Linked DNA regions of Danio rerio: region 2 is linked to region 1. The links are chromatin contacts, called in public Micro-C maps. All regions are on one chromosome and are shown on one strand. The core of a region is the stretch at or near the end of the contact, and the rest is flanking DNA. Distances in the headings are between cores, read along the strand shown. Region 1 holds the start of si:rp71-17i16.5. Region 2 has its middle 32 kb from the start of dpm1.

Evidence for each region. Hi-C and Micro-C count contacts between places; a contact is called where the count stands out from the background.
Region 2: a contact with region 1 is called in a Micro-C map of caudal fin, with 2.9 times the contacts expected there. The contact joins the enhancer-like site here to the promoter of si:rp71-17i16.5 in region 1. A contact is called at or near these places in 2 of 18 Hi-C or Micro-C datasets (caudal fin and embryo).

Annotation. Positions count from the first base shown.
Region 1 is chr23:23,265,985-23,272,899 of GRCz12tu, reverse strand. si:rp71-17i16.5 reads left to right here and starts at 3,506. Exons shown (of 11, transcript XM_021473636.3): 1 at 3,506-3,623; 2 at 5,096-6,915. The coding sequence starts at 5,101. The region is part of intron 4 of LOC137489118 (a long non-coding RNA gene); the gene reads right to left.
Region 2 is chr23:23,382,966-23,389,880 of GRCz12tu, reverse strand. It overlaps a transcript of slc35h1 not described here. Among named protein-coding and RNA genes, the nearest start is that of dpm1, 32 kb to the left of the region's middle. Within about 2 kb of position 2,895, at least 2 of the 62 cell types and tissues checked have an H3K27ac peak or open chromatin away from gene starts, as enhancers often do. A contact at or near this core is called in caudal fin, where this site is marked.

The DNA.
Region 1 (6,915 bases), core at 2,257-4,756:
TCTAGCTTGCAAAACATGTATCTAATTGTGTGTTCTAACTTGAAACTGGTCTCAGACTATTCTTTATGGGGGAAATTCACATAACGCATCTAAAACTGTGTGGAAAGTGATACATGCTTCCTTTACTGATTTAAATGGGTTTCTGAGTTTGGGATCCCTTGGTGTTTGTCATTCCTATGACCACAATTAGTTATTCTTACACAGACAAGGACCAGTGATAAGAATGGAGCAATATTGTTTTAATGCATTCTTGCGTTGGACTTTGAAACGGGATATATCACCCTCCGAAGGGCTCATTGGAGTGAACAAAATCACCGCCATATTGAAGTGTCATTGCAAACTGAAGAGATCAAAACTGGTCACTTCTACACCCATTTTAAAATGAAAGATGGACACATTAGGAAATTATCATTTGAGCAGGAAAGCTGTTTGGAGTCACACACTTCACTAAATTTAAAAGAGCTCATCCCTAACCTCTCTAACCCCTTCATAGGGACCCTCCAAAGTGATTAGAGCATAGGAAATGAAATCCACCCATACTCTGCACAATGGCTGGCTGCTTGTTGGGTGTTTATTTTAGTAGTACGCTGAATGCAGTAGATCAATTACAACAGACTAAGTCATCAGATTAGTGTCATGCAATGGATGGGTTTGGGAAAAAATGCATTGCTGAACAAATCATATGAGAGTCGGGATAATTAGGTTAAAATTATAATACAATGAAAGTGTTTTGAAAGAAAGACCTTGCATGCATATTGGCCTATTGTTGGAGACCCCCAAAACCAAAATATGACCTTCTATACTGCTTAATAGGGGCCCTTTAACCAATTTTGTTTAATCAAATTGGTTTTTACCATTTTCATACCTGCCTCCCCAGTAGGTGCTCCTATGCCGGGTAATAACAGTAAATAAGAATCAATATATCTACTGAAGTTTTCAGTCATTCATAGTGTTTAAAGTCTGAATGGTTACACCCTTTCTATTACCTGTTTATTTTATTGTTATCATTACGTTGTTTAAAATAAAAATTTAAATAGCCTTTCTCTAGGGAAATGTTCTATCACAAAAATATCACAGTACTCAACAACCTCAAAATTTGCATATTTTCCCAGCATGGTTGATTTGAAGTGCTTCTGGTGATTTGAAGTGCTTCTTTATTCTCAATTGCAAGTTGCTTTGGATAAAAGCATCTGCTAAAGGAACAAATGTAAATGTATTATATATTTACTTACAACATAGGCCTTGAATCTAAAGGAAACTCTTTATATAAGAGTGAAAAGAGAGACCTTGACTCTCAAAAGGCTTTGCATTTATATCTGTTAAATAAAAATCAAATAAAAAGATGACTTTTTTGTCACTGAAAAAAACTTTTTTTATTGAAGCACCGCTGTTAATTGTGTTTTTGTGTAAATAGAGTATATAAGAATTGAAGTATGAAACTGAAAAGCCTGGTTTTAGACCACAATAATTTATTAGCATAGTGTAGGGCCTCCTTCTGCGGCTAATACAGCATCAGTTCATCTTTCCAATGACAGATACAAGTCCAGCACAGTGGCCAGAGAGATTTTGAGCAATTCTTGCTGAATAGTGGTCAGATCACTAGGTGATGCTGGTGGAAAAAAACGTTTCCTGACTCGCTCCTCCAAAACAGTGTTTGAACCATTGGGTGCACATGGTCCTCCAGAATAGTTTGGTAGTTCTTGGCAGAGACGGGATCATCTAGTACAAGTACTGAACCTAAGGAATGCCATGATATTGCAGCCCAAACCATCACTGATCCACCCCCATGCTTCTCTGGTCATACAACAGTCTGGGTTGCTTCTTTGGGGCTTCTCGACACTGTAACTCTACCGGATGTGGAAAAGATAGTGATGGTGGACTCATCAGAGAACAGTACATGTTTCACTTTGTCCACAGCCCAATATTTTTGTCATTGGCACGAGTAACCAGGCCGGTCAAATTTAGCCATTAATTCTTCAACACTATTCATTCATTCATTCATTCACTTTTCTTCAGCTAAGTTCTTTTATTCATCAGGAGTCGCCACAGTGAAATGAACCACCAACTTATCCAGCATACGTTTTATGAAGCGGATGCCTTTCCAGCTGCAACCCAGCACTGGGAAACACCCATACACTCACAATCTCACACATACGCTTTACCACAATTTATTATGTCTTTAGACTATAGAGGGAAACCAGAGCACCCGGAGGAAACCCACATGAACATGGGGAGAATGTGAAAACTGCACACAGAAACACCAACTGGCTCAGCCGGGCCTTGAACCAGCAACCTTCTTGTTGTGAGGTGATGGTGCTAACCACTGTGCCTGTCATGATCACCAGCGATCTCTAACCACCAGAGGTCGCTGGAAAACATTCACACTCGTACAAACTACAATTCCGCCAGTTAATGGACTACAACTCCATACATGCACTCTGTTTACACACATGTTCCAGATCCTGACTGATTACACTTCCACAGCTGAAGCTGCCCAAGGACTGATTACTGCACTACATAAACAGCACAGGAACAATCGCTGTTGCTGAGTCTTGTTATCTGCTACAGTGACACTACAACGCGATTTCTTTGTCTGCCTTTGCCGTATTTTTGATTCTTTGCCTCGTTTATTTGTTTAATTCTGTTTGCTGCCTGCCTCTGGCCATCTGCCTGTTAATTTGACTTTGGCTCTGGATTGCCCTCATACATCTGTTTTCCCCTGTATTGACCACTGCTTGCCTGACGATTCTAATAAACCTGCACGTGGATCCTCACCTTTGTTGTCAGTGTCACACCCCGAGTTACAGCGCCACTGCGTCAACTCCAAAACGAATATACACAATCGGTCAAATGTTTGGGGTCAGTAGGATTTTTAAATGTTTTAAAATAAGCTTCTCCTGCTCACCATGGCTGCATTTATAAGTAATAATTAATAATATTGATTTTGTATTAATAAAACAATTAAAATTTCCTAAAGTTATTTTTTTTTTACTTTGAAATTTTTTCTTAGCCACTGTGGGAGGTGCTGGTGCAGAGATGCTTGAAGAGCTCCAACACAAACTGGCTGATGTTCAAAAAACGACTGAAATTTATTAAATCAAAAATGATGTGAATAGTTACATAAAAACTAACAACTTAAAGGCAGCTTCCATGCCGATTCCACTATGCCAATCTCAAAATGATCAAAAACTGTGCCACAGGGCTGTCCCAGGTGGCATTGCCTTATAAATCTTTATTTCTCCTCTCACCTATAGAGGGCACATACTCAGAGAAATACAATAAACACCTTTATCATTTTACAACAAAATAGATTTAAAACAAAAGTTATTACAAATAAAAATAAAAAGCAAACGTGTCTCCTACAGTTGTAGTTTGTATGGAGAGAAATGGTATTTGATCAAGCAAGTGAATTTGAAATAAAATGAAACTACGAGCAAATAAGTTTGTAATGATAAAAAAAAAAAATCTTCCTCTCAGGTGCAGAAAGACAAAGGAATGAGGAAATGATGAGCTGTTATGCAGACAGTCACTTCTGTGATGTATTACAGTAAAGGGAATTGAACTATAGCTCGCACACAAGCCACAGAAACCTACCTAAAACCAAAGACAGACAGCCTGAATAGGTAAGTGCACTTCAAATTATGCAAAAACTTGTAGAATTTCAGCTGGTATTGAAAATGAGTTGTTATATGATGTATAACTTTAATGTAAGGAACATGTAGTATAGCACTGAAGACTAAAGCTTATTTTGGTTTTGATGCATTCTTCTGCCTAGAATGACTGGCAGAACCAGTTTGTGTGTTGCCAAACTGTATTTATTTTAGAACAGTTGCCAGTGTTAAATATTTTCCTTTAACTGGTGCAAGAATAATAGCGTGACAATGCTGCTGTACATCACAATTGACATGCATTACTTGTAAACCTCATTAAATACTGTATATATGCAAATCAATAAGTAAGTAAATAAATAAATAAATAAATAAATAAATAAATAAATAAATAAAGGCTTGACAATTTACAGACAACTAAAAATCAGCTTTCCTTTCTTAAAAACAAATTGCACTACAGCCTCACAAACAAGGGAAATATGAGGAGGAAGCAGCACTTATATTTGTATCTACATCCCTGAAATCTTACATGTTACAATTAGTGTTTATGAATGAATGAAACTCATGAATGGAGCAAAGAGAATGCCGATGAAGTCCAGGGAATTTGTTAACATGTATAGATATATGCAAGAAATAGAGTGAAGCACAAATATAATAAACAAAAACAAGCTAAAAAACAAAAACAAAAACAGGCACATTACGAGGATAGCTAAAAATCACTATTGACTAAAAGGGACGAACAGAACAGGGTGTAAGTACATGAGGAAACAATTAATTTACTGATGAGAAGGTGGAGACAATTAATGAATGACTAACAAGACAATAAGGGTAAACTACACTGAAAAAAATTAATCAAAGATGATTCCTTGGATTTACTCAATTTTTGTATGTTAAGTGGTTGTAAGCAATTTAATTGTGTTGAATTTAAACAAACAAATTAAGTTGAATATTATTTAATTTAATTTGATTGTTTAAAATCACAAATAAATTGTTTGCGACAGTTCTGCATGCAACACTTTTTTCAGTGTAAGGAGGTAGGGAGTGACACATGAAAACAGAACTAAACACACACACAGACACACACACACACACGCACGCACGCACGCACGCACGCACGCACACACACAGTGTTTACATATTTTATTTAAAAACGCTGAAATGTGACGAAATTAGAGGACTTACTCCGTTTGATTTCAATTTATTTTGGCCACATTTACTTTGGCTCAACATCCTAGCAACTGCACTGCAACACGCTAAAAATAAACTAAACAACTTCTCTGGCATTTATTCAGTTTAGTATTATTGAGGATAATTGCCTCGTTTAATCACCACCAGAATAATAAATGACTAAAAAGGGGGCATCTTCACCTAGACTCCAAATATGTCAGTTAATATAACCAATTATGTCTGATCTACAAAAAAGACTGCCTGTTTTGAAAAGACTGGTTGACCTTAAATGAGCACATGCTAACTTGTTTGCTTTCTAGCATCCATGGAGAACAGCTGGGAAGGTGTGCGGGATATACAACCGGAGCCTTGCTCAGATAACAACCTTGTATTCATTTGCAAGTTACCAGCCAGAGAAGGTTTTCAGTCAGTGGACAGCAGGGAGCCCTTACAGATCAAACTCCCAGGACAATGCAGCGTACATCAGCTTCGAGTGCGACTTTGTATGCTAGCACAGGAGAATAACCGAATATCTGAACCATTTGCACTTCTGGACCCAGAACGATACAGTCTGCTGTACCACAAGGAGGAAGAGTGGTATGAAATTTATGACGACTTTCAGGTATTGCAAACTCTTGATGCACCCTGGTTTCAGGGTACTGATGGTCTTCAGACTGTCTTTGTTACTGTGCTGGCTCAGAAATCTGCCTCAGAGGAGAGAGTTTATTTCCAGCATGTTTTGAATGAACTAATTGGGTATGATTTAGACTCTTCAAATGCTAATCGTTTAGGTGAGCTTGCCTATACTCGAAGAAAGTTTGCCACGCCACGAACCCAAGAACTGAAAAAACGAGATCTAATAGCTTATGCCACTGAACCCTGGACAACTTCCATCGTGCTCCCAAATGATCAGCAAGGCTACTTTCAGCGGACACTTTCAGTGACTCTTTATTATAATGGTTCAAATCTTTCGATTAAAGCTGATTTGACTCAAAAACCCAGTGATATCCTCAAGATCTTTTGGGAATCATTGCCAAAGGGGAGCCTACCAATTGAAAGCTGGACCAGTGATCATGTCCTCAAGGTGTGTGGCAGGGAGGAATTTCTGAGTGGAGACTTCCAGCTCTCAAACTACCTGTGGGTCAGACACTGCCTCAAAAACTCACTGGAGCTTCATCTCTCAGTAGTTGCCATCTCATCTCTTCCAGATGACACAGTGAGTACAGAGTACTGGCCACTAGTGGACAGTCTTACTGGTCTCTCAAGCTCCCATGAGGAGCTCTGCCTTAAAAAAAAGGAAGTAGAGGACATTGTGCTGATTTCTCTGTGGGACTGCGAGAGAAAGTTCAGGGTTAAACTCCTGGGATTTGATATCCCAGATCTCCCAAGTAAGGTACCATCACTTGTTTACGTAGAGGCAACAATAATCTATGGTAAAAAGACCATATCTTCAATTTGCTCAACTCCGAAAGAGTTTACAGATGAAGTTCTGTGGAACACCTGGCTGGAGTTTGACATTTTGATCAGGGATATCCCTCAAGGTGCAAAACTAGGTCTCACAATTAATGCCACAGAGGCAGCTAAGGAAACAAAGTCAAGCTCCTCTAAGGTACCAGATCACCATAAGGGAAAATTGCAGGTACTATACTTCGTAAATCTCCAATTGATTGATCACAGATCGCTTCTTAGCCAAGGTCCACACACTCTGAACATGTGGCCTTTCCCAGAATGGGATGAGGAGGCAGTCACTTATGAAGCAGACAAGCTGTCTACTGCCACCAACCCTGATGTAGCCAACTCAATGGCGATTACCTTCATGCTGGATCGCTACAGCTTTCCTGTTGTCTTGCCTAATGGCAGGAGCTCCTCTTGTAGTGGTACATCTCCTGTTTCAGAGTCTTCTTCACTGGACCTTGCAGGGGAATCCAGACTCTCCGCCCCATTCAGTGAGGCTTCTTCAACAGCAACCTTAACAAGAATGAGGAACCTAAAAAAGTTCAAAGAAGAAAGTGTCCACTATGTCTCAAATTTACCTCAGTTTCTTCGCACAGTCAACTGGATGCTTCCAACTGTGGTCCAGGAGGTGCACTGGCTTTTGAGTCACTGGGGGCCAGAGGACATTGAGCTTTTTGTGGCCCTT
Region 2 (6,915 bases), core at 1,646-4,145, 120 kb before region 1:
CCTGATAAATTACAAATAACAGCTCAATATCAACTGAAAAAAAATCTTTGCAATCTTATCTGAAAATAAAATTGCTGTACAGTTTTAACATTCATTACTGAATGACAGGAGTGTCAAAATACTACATAAAATAATATGTAATAATAATCTACGAGATTTTGTTGATGTTGAGTTCCACAGAGACATATATATATATATATATATATATATATATATATATATATATATATATATATATATATATATATATTTATATATTCACATATATGTTATTAAATGTAAACCAGTGTATAGATGTGGAGAGATGTATATTTCTGTATCAGTGTATAACAAATCGATTTACATGTGGTGCCGATGGCTGTGATTGGGTCACTGGGGTCCTCATCATACAGTGCATAAAGTGTGACTGAATAATCCGTGGATGGGATCAAATCCACCAATTCAACATCTGTCTGAGCAGGTCCAAACTTCACCTGGCACAAAAAAGAAAACCACAAAACCATTATATTAAAATAAGAGCCACATGGTGACATGACACACAATCCTGCACTCACCTCTTTGGCATCATCAGGCTCTCCATCATTGAGTGCTGAGTATAAGGCCATGTACTGTGTGGCTCCAGCAGCCGGCTGCCAGCGCACCCGCAGACTGCTGGCAGAGGAGGCTGTGACCTCCAGAGCCTCAGGGATTGCCAACGGTACTAAAAGAGAAGAGGATTTATTATAGCACAGTTTCAAAATTACTTTTCCCCTTTCTGTTTTAAAGTCAGCTGCACTTGACCAGCAAGATTTTGTATGCATTTAACAGACAAACAAATGTAATGTGTCAAATTAAAAATAATTTATAAGTGCCAGGTGTACAGGCAAGAAACAGAATTTTCGGTTTCCCTAATTTTAAACTGCAGATCAGTTTGGTCTTGGGATTTTAAACTATCAACACTGTATATAGTGTTGCGTTCGCAAGTGTATGTGTGTCTCGTTTCCCCCCCTCGCCTTCTTTCTCTTTTTCTCTCTCTCTCTCTCCACAAGCCCCACCCTAATTACGCCTGGCGACGTACTCTGGGATTGGCTGGAGTGACCCAGAACGCTTTTTAAAAAGTGGAACAAGTGTGGAGCTAGAGAGAGCGGGTTGCTTGGCGTGTTGTTTGGCATTTGGTGCAGTAGAAAAATATAGCTGCATGTGTTATTTTTTTGATTGTGTATTCCTGGTTTGTGTGAGTGTAAAGTTTGACTTTTGTTTGTTTGTTGTTTAACCATCTGTGTTCCCCCTTTGTAATTTTGTTTTGGGTTTGTTTGTTGTTATTGTAAGTACTGTACTTTGTATATACACGGTGAGAAGCAGTAGGAGTTGGATGCCACACTTTTCTTTTCTGTAAATATTTTCTCTTGTTTTTATATATCGTTAGAAAGACAGATGTAGTTTTGTATTTTATTTCTGTTATTTTGTTAGATGTATGTATTTATTTGGGTGTATAGATAGGCGATATTTCTTGTTTATTTTTTTCTGTGGCTATTTGGCTTCACATTTTGGGTGTTTGAAAAAGAAAAAGAATAAAACTAACAAATAAACTGAGCCCACCCCAAGGGTTCTTAAAAGTGATTTTATTTGTCCAGTGGTTTTTATATTACATCCTTGTCACCCTAGACCAGAGTCCTAACAACAGATTTGAAAACAAAATCATTAGCCTCTTTTGCAATTGCAATTCTTTTAAAAATAATTCCCAATTGAGCAAGGATAAAAAAGGATATATTTTCAAAGCATTTTTCAGTAATTGGATTTTTTTTTTCACTATTACATATTTATTTTATTTCAGGAAAAAATCTTATTTTTTAAAGTTTGCCTTGAACAAAAAATACAGTTAAAATGTATAAAATAAAGAGGTAAAGTCCATATTCTTAGGTCCCTTAAGATTAATATTATTTTTTGATTGGCTACAGAAAAAAACCCAATGTTGTCCGACTTGCCTAATTAACCTAACGTATCTAGTTGACCTAGTTAAGACTTTATATGCCACTTTAAGCCACTAGTATCTTAATAAATTCGTATGTATTGTTATCATGTCAAACACAAAAGAATTAGTAGGAATTAGAATTATTAGTAGTGCCAGACATTTTTTGCTATTTCACACAGAATTTTGTAAAAATGATTTTGGGAGTATCATAACTAAAACTTAAAATATACAATAAAAATAAAACATTTTTTACTTTTATTTAATGTTTACAATGCAAACCCAATTAGATCCACTTGTTTGGTAAACAAAGCAAGCCTCTTATATAATATATCTGGTAAGAAACAGAACATAATTTACAAACTGTATTGTAAATAAATCATATGAACATTTTAACATTACTATTATTATATAACAATAATATTAGTTAAATTTATTTAAAAACTGAATAAATATAAATTTTACACACATTAACACAACTAAATAAATAGACTCAATGATGGGCTAAAAATGAGTTTTTAGTGAATTATTGTTTAAAATGTGTTGAAAAAACTCAGCTCCATGAAACAGCACTTGAGAAATATCTGAATACATTTTATATATAGACTAAGCTGAAACTCACATGTGGTGAAGGTGCCTCTGAGAGCGGAGCCCACTTTATTCTCATAGACGGGGAAGATGGATAGATGGTACTGTGTTTGTGAGGACAGTCCTGTCAGCAGAGTTGTGGACTCTGTTCCATTCACCACCAGCTGAAATCAACCAACAACATGCATACCCTATATTTACACAAAGTAGGTTTTTTGAAAGTCTGTATTGAATGCAGCACAGTTAATGTCCCCTAGATGGCGCCACAAACCAAGCTTTCTTCAACTCGCAGTGCTCAAAAGTAGGACAAATAAACACAGCCATTTGAGTAATTATAGGTTTTCACACCTTTACAGGATTACAGCCTCAAGCATGTACTGATGGCTGACAGATACCAACTCATGCATATTTCACATCATGTTGGATGAAAAACAATATGTGATAAGAGGATGTACTGTATGTTCAAACTCACGTCACTCACAGAACTGTAAATTAACAAAAGAAATCAGTTAGATTCTGAAGTTCACATATAATCAAATCTATACTATAATTCATAGATACACTTTTATTGCCAATTCAATGACAAAAGACAACATAATGATTGTGGCAGTAAGCAACATTCGCATTATTTACTGTTACAGTCAGAGTTTTTGACGTCAGCAATCAGTTTGGCAAATGCAAACAATCATTCCAACAACCAGCTGCTGTATATATAGGCAGCTTTTATTATATAATGATGTTAAATGGAGAAATTCCTAACCTTGGACCTTATATTTAAAACAAAAAGTAACCAAAAAAACTTTTTTTTTTTTTTTTTTTTTTTTTTTTTACAAAAGAGGCTTAAAATGTGAATTTAAACTTGTATTTGAATAACACGATTGTAAGTGATAACTAAATGATCATACCACTTTTAATTTGTTGAGAGCATTAGAGCATGTCACATGTTTTTCGTAGTCCGGGTAACAAATAGGTTAGTCAAACTGGCAGAGCAAAGAGGATACCTGTTTCTGTGCAGTTCATAGAGATGAGTAGCGCTTTATGAAGAAAGTAGTCTTAATCTTGCTCTATTTAAATCCTAGAATCCTTTGGGAGTGAAGGATTGTGAATTTGTTAATTTGAGCCAGTTTGTTTGTATGTATAATAATAATAATAATAATAATAATAATAGTTTGTTTTATTTGTAAATGGCGCCTTTCTAGACACCCAAGGTGTGTCATTGTGAGTTCTGCCTTTTTATTAGTTGTTTCAAACTGTCTTTAAATACATCATCGTTTAGTTTTCATGTAATTCTCTTTACATTGTATCTTTATTTGTCATATTTTTCTGTATATACTGACTTTATATACTTTATATCGTTTAGTTTTCATATAATTCTCTTTACATTGTATCTTTGTCATATTTTTCTGTATACAAGTTGTATTCATTGATTTTTGTTGTTTCTTTGTGCAGTTTCATGGTGCTATGCAGCGACAGTTGAATGGTTCTCTTCTTGAGCAAAAAAAAGAAAGAGGCACCTGTCAAAAACTCTCGGTCTCATTCATGGATGCCAAAGGGCAGCTACAACGATTGGTATGAATTTTATTATTATGTTTTATTTGCTTATTATTCGGTTGGCCATATTCAGATTTCTGAGAGAAGTTGAATGTGCCAGGCAGTTCATTTGTTTACAGGTTTTCATTTTAAACAAGTTTAACATTCCTAAAATATTTGTGTTTTTCTTATAATGGATTATATAATTCATTTGCACTTTAATACTTTACAAAAGTGTTTTCCAACCCAGGCTCATTCTGATTACATAGCCCAATATTCATTTCTGGAGAGAGCAAAATACGTTCCAAGAGCTACGTTTTTTTGCAGTTTTTATTTTTGCGAGTCCACCAGTGCCCACTGCGCGTGCCATTCATGCCAGCTGTTCTCACGAAAATCCACCAGAGGCCGCTGTCGACTGACTGACTGACCGACCGATACCCCCACACTCCCTCTTCACTAAACCCAACCAATAGTGTTTTATAAAGCACAGATTGATCTGCCCACCCACTTTGCTAAACCCAACTGCAGTGTTTATAAAAGCATTACAAAAAAAGAAAAGCCCCCTTATTTTTAACACATTTTTGGATTTTACCACATTCTCACCCTGTTATCTACTTGTTAAATTTATTTTGTAGCTTTTGCTTTTGTCTAACATGCTTTCTGGAACTGTTCTTCACCGGACTTAAACCCCGTTTTCATGGTCAACTCCGCTCTGCGTCTCAAGCCTGCTGACATACATGTCGAGCTAACTAGACAAACTGGTAACAGAGGAAAAGCCGTCCATATGGAGGTAAGCGCTTAGCTGGTAAGCGAAAACAGGAACGGCATCATACCACCTGATAGCATTCGTTTTCAAGACAAAATGCAGCCATACGTAGCTCTGGCTAAATAATTTGCAATCTCTAGAAACGTAATGTGTATTTTTATGGTGCATTTATCATGTATGGCCATACACCCAACGTACTACACAATCATGAGGGAGGGTCTCTCCACAGCCACAGGACAGCGGAGCCAGTGCGCTCACAACACACCAGCTTTAGGTGGAGTGGAGAGACAGTGATAGAGCCAATTCGGTGGATGGGATGTTTGGGAGGCCATGATAGGTAAGTGCCGATGGTGGGAATTTGGCCAGGACACCAGAGTTACACCCCTACTCTTTACGAGAAGTGCCATGGGATTTATAATGACCACAGAAAGTCAGGACCTCGGTTAAGCGTTTCATGCGAAAGTGTCTGAAATGTATATAGGGCTACATTTTCTGAATGAGCCTGTGTTGGTATTTCCCCGCAACATTTAATATTCCTTTTTACAAAACTTTTAATTTAGTTTCAAGTAAAAATCAAGTGACCTGAGGGAGCTTGAAAAACTCATTCTACTCTACAGGAAACTGCTTTTCAAGCTCTGAAACCTCAGGCCCTGAAAATCCTCATTCTTTTTGTTTTGAACAACATTATATACAGTTTTAAAACACAACTCTCAAAACAATATTTAAATACATATTGTTAATAAATACTTAAGCAGTGAGATATTATGCTAAGCAATGTAATCAAATTAAAAGAAATATTTTTGCTGCATCAAAAAGCTAGCACATTATATGGACAAGATAACACAGCACATACTAGAATTTAAATGTAAAAATGCAGCATTTAAAAGCTCATGATTGAATAAATAGTGAGAGAAATAACACCAAATAATGTCCATGATAATGCTAGACCTCCGTCTCACCTCATTAAGGCTCTGTCCTTCAGCGGTGTGGTAAACCACTCTGTATTGCTGGGGATTTCTGCTGGGGACGGTCCAGCGCAGACGCAACTCTCTGGAGCCCAGTCCTACATACTGCAGATCAGTTGGGCTGGGAAATGACAGAACTGGTTCCTGAGTTGGATGCTCCATTCCTTCTCACAAAAGACACAGTTTTTAGTTTTAATGTGAGTGTACGGTACAGATTCGCCAATTTAATGAAAACAAATTTGTGATTGACCTACTCTTGGCTTTAATACGGTCTTCAATCTTGCCACAGAGGATGCGTGCTAGTTTTCCCACCAGTTTACTGAGCAGAGGAAAATCATTCACCTTATACACATTCAGCTCCAGAGGTTCAGACGCCACCTGCCTCAACTCTGCCTCATCTGCATTTTTCACACCTGGACAAGAGCAAACAAGCAAACAAACAGAAAACTTAGATAAAAAAAAAACACAATAAAGTTGGGCTTTTATATTCCAAATATTGGGCTTTAAATTCTCTATTTATATGGTATGGCCTGTAGTGTATGTAATAGCGAAAACTATAGAATACACAAGATATGTCACTCATACAGTTTTGAATGGTGAAAAATGTAATGGTCAATATTGCGAATGAAGCCCCGCCTACTAAAACAAGAACCAATCATTGATCGCTATAGACTGATGTTTCTCCAGAGGAGAATCTTGGACCAGGCGTGTGCTTTTACAACAGTTTTTGTGGTCAACAAACACACTGCAATCTCAGCGAATACTTGCTTCACAGACATAAGAAATATATACAAATAAGCTTGAAATTTGTACTTTTAAATGAGTCAACAACACTTGAAACTAAACCTTTTTGGTTATGTAATTGGTATGAAATGAATGTAAGGTACAGTCCATCCTGTCAAACGCTAATCACATGACAGTAACTACTCAAATGCCCACAAACTTATAAACAAAGAGTCACTGTCATTTCTGGAGCAGATTTGCCATCAAAAAATAAGTTGTGAATTACTTCAGAAAACCAGCGCGATTAGATAATCATTATCCAGAGGATGATGTGTGTAAAACAGCCATAAATGAGGTTGGTGTCGTGATTTCATTCCCTTCAGGTGCGCAAGAGC